2 separate regions of the Rattus norvegicus genome follow, and region 1 is linked to region 2. A link is a contact called in public Hi-C data. All regions are on one chromosome and are shown on one strand. The core of a region is the stretch at or near the end of the contact, and the rest is flanking DNA. Distances in the headings are between cores, read along the strand shown. Region 1 has its middle 17 kb from the start of Mir147. Region 2 holds the start of Afg2b (AFG2 AAA ATPase homolog B).

Evidence for each region. Hi-C and Micro-C count contacts between places; a contact is called where the count stands out from the background.
Region 1: a contact with region 2 is called in a Hi-C map of the Rat2 cell line, with 7 times the contacts expected there. The contact joins the enhancer-like site here to the promoter of Afg2b in region 2. A contact is called at or near these places in 4 of 12 Hi-C or Micro-C datasets (the A7r5 cell line, the Rat2 cell line, kidney and 1 more).

The regions. Positions count from the first base shown.
Region 1 is chr3:130,191,005-130,194,574 of GRCr8, reverse strand. No RefSeq gene overlaps it. Among named protein-coding and RNA genes, the nearest start is that of Mir147, 17 kb to the right of the region's middle. Within about 2 kb of position 1,989, at least 14 of the 93 cell types and tissues checked have an H3K27ac peak or open chromatin away from gene starts, as enhancers often do.
Region 2 is chr3:130,146,988-130,150,418 of GRCr8, reverse strand. It overlaps Afg2b (AFG2 AAA ATPase homolog B), which reads right to left and starts at 2,077. Exons shown (of 8, transcript NM_001109647.1): 1 at 948-2,077; 2 at 9-194. The coding sequence starts at 2,021.

The DNA of each region.
Region 1 (3,570 bases), core at 740-3,239, 44 kb before region 2:
CTTCCTGTAGTGCACTGACTCTCTCTGCCCAGCACTCAGCTCGGAGGCTCTCCTGGCTTCAGCTGCCCACACGCAGGCTTGGACAAGTCCTTCATCCTTTCCTCTCCAGCACTGCCACAAGCTACCTGGGTCGAATGACCAAATGACAATGTCCTCATCTTCTTAAGCATGGGACCCAGAGAGAGCTTTTGCCGGGCTAGAAGGCACTTCTAAAAAGGAACATGGAGAGAACTGTGCTTAAGAAGGAAGAAAGCCATCAGCAGTTGTGGGCCTGGAGAATGTGTGGCACCTGAATGTGACCCTTTCTCCAAGCCCTGGACAGGACCCACACCTTTGGAAGTGAATACATGATGTTTCATGAGTAGACACGTGGGAATGTGCAGCCATAGATTCAAGGCATTGCCTGGGTCTTTTCTCCATTGTGAGTCACCACCTCAGTTGTCTGTTGGGGTGGGCACATGTAGAATTTGATGAATAATTTCTGCTCTTCCTTTCACCCTCCTCAATTCGAATGACTCCAGACAGAGCCACACTCATGCAAACTAAGCCTAGCACCCTTGCAGTCATAGAGAAGCAGATGCAGAGGGGAGACACAAATAAAATATTGCCTGTCCTTTCTTCCTTTGTGGGGAGCATTGAGCAAGCACAGATCTTAGCAATGTGGTAATTCTAGCCCTCAGAGTTTCACACCTCCAGGGGGAAGGGTTTTGCATCATGGGGACTTCCTGGCTCTGGGCTACCAGGGTAGGCAGTCAGAGGCTGGGCTAGGGCAGGCCCAGGGCCCATGGGCACAAGCCAGTAAATGGCATGTCTGCTTGTCTGCTGGTGCCAGGAAACCAGGGACAAGCTCTGTTCCTTGGGTCTGGTGCTAGGAGGAATCTTAGGTCTGTTGATGGTCACCTGCAATCTCAGCTAAGGTTGTCCAACATCCGAAAGAGGAAAGGAGACAAAGCCATGAAGGTGGCACCCTCTAGAGTTTGGGGCTTGCAGTCTCTTACTTTTCTCCCAGCCCAGGTAGAGCTGTTGGCCAGCTAAAGCAGTGTTCACAGCTCACAAAGGCTAATGGTTAATTTGCAGTGTTGCCAGGCAGCTGTTAAACTGTTATGGATCTACACCATATGTTATAAAAGTGTATATGAAGATCAGTCATATTTTTAAAAAGAAATACTTAGAATTCTCACTTCCCAGTGATTTTTTTTCCATTCTGTCTATGCCAGACGCCTGCAGAGGGATTCACACAGGGAGACTTACACCCAGTGTAAAATAATGTATGGCAACTGGAGCATTTCTTTCCTATTCTGCCTTCTAGACATCATGGTGGTTTCTCTCATTTCACCCCAGGCAGAGGGTACATGCTCTGCAGGGATCAGCAAACACCTGTAGAGCATGGCTTTCTGCCCCCAGTGCCTGTGTTTCATATCTTCAAGAAGGACGCCGCCCCTGGCCAGTGGCTTCCAGGACCCATGACACTGGGAGGCTAGTGTCCCTGGGTCATCCAGCCACTGCTGCCACAGCCCTGGACCTTCAGCCGTTAGAGGAAAGCAGGAAATAAGTGGGGGTAGGAGTGGCACACCCAGGAGCATACCCACCCCACCAGGGGCACAGCCAGAAAGAGCCTACTCACTTCTTGTTGGAAATGAAAGAAACCCAGGAGCATTAGGACATAAGGGAGTTAACTTCAAGAACCGAAACTGTCCTGTGGCAGCTAACCTTGTGAACACTCAGGAAAGACGGCCACAGGGCTTCACATTCTTGTGACCACAAATGGGCCAGACCTGAGCAGTCGTAGGGCTGAGACTCCCCCGTGGCCCCTGCTGCTGCTGCCCTAATTCCCGTTAATAGGGTTAGTTGGGTAACAGTGCTGGGCACTAGAGAGAGTGACAGGATGCTCTGGGTGCTCTGGGCAGCACAGGAAGCCCTCTCCGGGGACACTCCCTTCTTGGCCCCTCCTTAAAGTTTCTCTGAGTCACCTTCACCAAGAGGCTTCCAAGCCACACACTAGGCTGATTGCCACTTGGCACTCACTCCTGCTCCTCCTCCCTCCAGGCCTCTGAGCACTACCACCAAATGATCTTTCCTATGTATGTCTTGAGAGGCGCCCATGGCACTGCACTCACCAGATGCTGACAGAGTTCCCACTCTTTTCAACTTTCAGTCAGGACTTCACCAACTAAACACTTACTGAACCATTGACCTGTTCCCACCCTGAGCTGGGTGTGAAGAATATATAGGTGGCCAGGGCTTGGCCCTGGAATTCTAGTGATCAAGGTGACGTAAAGAATCAATAAATTGTGGCAATGTTTCAAGGTCAGGACAATGGTGGGTACATGTACACAGTCCTTCCAGGACTGGGAAGCTGATTTGGAAGATAATGATCCAAACATAACTTTCTTATTTTTATTTTTTATTTCTGAAGTTGTAGTTACGTTTCACCATATACCATATACCCCTGCTGGCCATCTTCAAATTCATAGCCTCTCTCTTCATTGTTACTGCATGTATATTGTGTGTGTGTGTGTGTGTGTGTATGTGTGTGTGTGTGTGTGTGTGTGTGTGTGTGTGTGTGTGTGTGTCCCTGTCCCCTGTTGAGTCCATATAATATTAATTGTATATATGTTTTCAGGGCTGACTGTTTGGTGTATCCTTCTCCCAGGAGGACCACCTCTCCTGCTCTCAGCTTTCCTCAGTTACCTGTATGATTGAGGTCTCATAGGCTTTCCCCCATTCAGTTTGGTGTGTCTCTTGATGTTGTCCTTGTACAGATCACAGATGGGCAGTCTTGTTGATGAAATTTCACAGGTAGAGCTTCTGCAGTCCCTAGGGGACACAGTCTCACAGTAAACTTCCTGGTCCTCTGACTCTTATACTCCTCCCACCCCCTCTTCCACGATGTTCCCAGAATCACACATTTCTTCTAATTTGCCAAAATCAACAGTCAAATCTACCCCTGTCTTTATCGTGAAGCTGTAGGAAGCCTGTGTGCTTCAAGAGCAGAGTGGAGACTGTAAATCCTAAAGTAGATACCATCTAACTTTTGCAGAAAATGCTTGCTGGCCCTAAGCTAAGGGACTGTGAGCAAATGTGTTATAAGAATGGAGAGAAGGACCCATCAAGAAGTGAGGTCTGGAGTTGAAGAGATGGCTCAGCAGTTAGGAACACTGGCTGTTCTTCCAGAGGACCTGAGTTCGATTCCCAATACTCACAACTGCCTGTAACTCCAGTCCCAGTAGATCTGACACCCTCTTCTGACTTCTGCAGCCTACAGATATGCACGTGGTCCACATGGAAACAAAACACTCATACCTATAAAACAAATTTTTTAAAAAGGAAGGAAAGTCTAAGTGATATGGTGACACACACGCCTACTCTCATCCCTCAAGAGCTGAGGATTAGACAGATCAGGAGTCTAAAGGCCACCTTGGCTGTATTGCCAGTTGAAAGCCAGCTGGGACCTTGTTTCCTGGGACATGACACCTTGTCTCAAACAGTAATGAAAGATATTGAGAGAGTGAGTGTCCAATTAGGAGTCAGGAAGTTTGACATGATCTCCTTGGTTAACCCATTGATGTA
Region 2 (3,431 bases), core at 828-3,327:
CTTCCTACCTTTTCATTCTTGAGAAGAGCACACGTGGCAGCCTCCCTACAGAGTGCTGTCAGGTCAGCACCGACATAGCCAACTGTCATTTCTGCCAGCAGGCCTAAATCGATATGACTGGAGATGGGCATCTTTGAAGTAATCACTCCCAGAATTGCCTCTCTCTGTTTAAGTGTGGGAGTTCCAATGATCACCTACAGGCAAAGCAAAAAACCAGAGAACTTAGAAGTAAACAACTTAAAATCTTTAAAAGCATCCTCACCAATATGTACAGACACTCAGCAAACCTTTCTGGAACTTATACCGTGAACTTCTAAGCGCACCTTATTATAAATATAAGAAAATTGTCCAGTGGAACAACAGTAGCTGCGGATTTCCACAATGAAAACTCTATACTTCACTGAAGAAGTCTTTGTTGTTTTTTGAGAACACACTAAGTTCTGGCAGTCAGGGCTCAAATAACAGAGTAGATAATCTAGGTCCTTGTTCTGTGGAATCGGGGCCCTTTAATAGATGGTGCAAGGAAGAAATTCACTCAAGTCCTAAAAAGACTTAAGAGAATCCTACCACAACATTTAAATTTTATTTAATTACTAACAATTCCTTAGAAATTAGAAAGAAAAATCACTTGACCAAAGGCTCCTGAGAAAGAGCCCTGACAACTTAGGGAAGTCAACTGTAGGAGAGAAGCTGGTATCCTGACAGGAACGAATACATTTTGGGGCTAATGCCGTTTTTTTATTTACCTTCTCTTACTGTGACCATGTTCTCATCCCAAAGGCTGTTTCGGTTTAATATGCTTGCAACAGGCTTAGTTACTTCAACAAAAATGACCATCCTGCTTCCCAGAACAATTTGAACACTGGTTCTGGCTCGCATATCACAAGTGATCTATAAATCCTGCCTGACCCAAATGTCCAAAAAAGCGGAGCTTCCAAGAATTTTACCTCTCTGTCAAACCTCCCCGGCCTGCGAAGCGCTGGGTCTAACTCGTCTGGCCGGTTGGTGGCTCCCACGACCACAACCTCCCGGTCCCCGTGGATACCGTCCAGCAGCGTCAACACCTGGGCCACCACGCGGCTCTCGGGAGCTCGCTGGGGGCCGCCTCTCCGGGGACACAGGGCGTCCACCTCGTCCAGGAAGAGGAGGCTGGGCCCGCGGCTGGCCAGCTCCTGGGCGCGCTGGAAGACGCGCCGCACATTCTCCTCGGTCTCTCCGGGCCGAGTGCCCTGCAGCGCCGGGGCGCTCACCGCCAGCAGCTCGGCGCCCGCCTCTCGCGCCACGGCCCGCACTAACTGGGTCTTGCCCACTCCCGGGGGTCCCGCCAGGAGCACCCCGCGGGGCACCGCCAGCCCCAGTGCGGCTAAGGCGAGCGGATAACACAGCGGCAGGCGGAGCAGCTCCCTTAGGGAGTCGGCCGTCTCCGACAGGCCCCCAAGGGTCACCTCCCCCGGAGGCTCGACCTGTGGCGGAGGTTTGTCGCTGAGCGTGATGCGGGTGTGCGGTGTGACCCGCCCGGCGGGCTCTGGGTCCGGTGTCCCGCTCACCACGTGCAGAGCTGCTACAGGGCCCGGGATACCGGGAGGGGTGGCCACCACGTGTCCTCGCGACACCGGCCGGTTGCGCAGCAGCTCCTGCGATACCTCCAGCACCGCGTCGGAACTCGGGGCTCCCGCCTGCGGCCGCAGCACGGGCCACACCTCTAGGCGCCGCAGGGGCGGACAGGACACCGGTTGCAAGCGGTCCATACTGATCCTCCCCGCAGCTGCCGCGGCTCCGGGGCTAGCGCACTGCAAGTCTAACTGCACAAAGCCGTCCGCCCCGTCGCGCCGTGGCCAAGCTGTGCAGAGGCAGCAGCCCCCGGCGGGCAACGAGATCCTCATCGGCGAGCCCAGGCGCACGCCCAGGCTGCGGAAGGCGGCCGGTCCTAGGCGGCAGCGCTGGGTGCCCCGGTCCCGGGGATCCACAGGCAGCAGCTTCAAAAATTGTCCGTCGGGGAAGGGCCCGGAGTCCGGAGCCATGACTAGGAGAACCACACCAGGGAGAGCCCGGCAGCAATTCACCCGGCTGCCGGATGCAGGCGGCGCGCATGCGCCATGGAGGAACCAGCCATTGATTGACGGTCGAAAGGACTTCTGGGAAAGTGAGAAAAGCCTGGGTCTCGGTAAACTTAAGATGCCTGGTTGTTGGTCCCAGAGCCTCAAGGAAAGGTCTCTGCTGGCAACAGACAAAACATCCTATGGCTGCTCCATTAGGCCATAAGAGTTTTCATTTGGGGAAGTAAAACGACTTAAGGAAACAAAACCATGCTGCTAACAAGGTGTAACCTGTTTACAGGTATAATAAACAACGTGTAAATAAAATACCTGCCACGTTAATCATGATGCTCGCATCTTATGAAATATCTTTTATTCTTGTTCCAAAAAGCTTTGAGCATCTGCACATGGGAAAAAAGACATAATAAGGCATGATAACCATCTTCAATACGTAAAGGGACATATGTAAAAGTTAGCGTACTTGTGGATAGCTGTGGTATAGAACGGAAACGGAAGTTTAATGGGGTGATCTTCAGAGGTTTTTCTCTTATGCATGGTCGCATGAAAGGTACAGCCAATGGTCATAACCAGCGCCAACTGAGGCAATTAGAGCTAACTTATGCTTACAGGTTTCTGCACTGGTTTAAAACAGAGGTAGAGAGGTTAAGCTAGTAGGGATATGGTGTGGAGGAGAGTACATGTTGTTTTGTGTTGCATGGAGAGATTGATCCCTTTCAGGACCAGACTAAAATTCTCTGACCTTAGCCAAGAAATAACGACTTCCCCACTACAACAACCATTCCCCTCCTTGTGTCACAAATATCAAGAAGGGATTCTGTTCGTGGGCCCTCAACTCTCTTTCACTCATTCTCAGTAGAACTATAGATTATCTTTCCCAGGCAGCCTTAACCCATCATGCTCCTCTAAGTCAAACCATTTTCAACGCATTGCCTCAGTCATCCGTATATTTGAATTCATCATACCGACAATGACATAGTCTTGTAAGCAACCATTCTAAGCTGGCTGTTATGGGTCATACCTGTATCCCAACGTTTGGAAGCCTACGTAAAGATTATCACAATTTCCAGCTCAACCTGTGCTACATAGTAAGGTCTAGGCAAGCCTAAACAAGACTCAAAAACAAACACAAAAGTCTCAAAAAAAAAGCCGGAAGAATACCTTGAAAAGAAAAACAGCATAATAACAGTTCGGTGGTCCTTTTGTTGGTTTATAGGACTCCAAATTGGACAATTTTATGAGCACCATTTAAAGCACTAAATGCATTCACCACTAGAGGGAGGCCAGAACCAGCAAATGAAGGCTATGGGCCCTTGGAGGATAGGACATTTGCAACTGAGGCTAGATTTTCCTCAGGATTCACACACTCACTTGTAT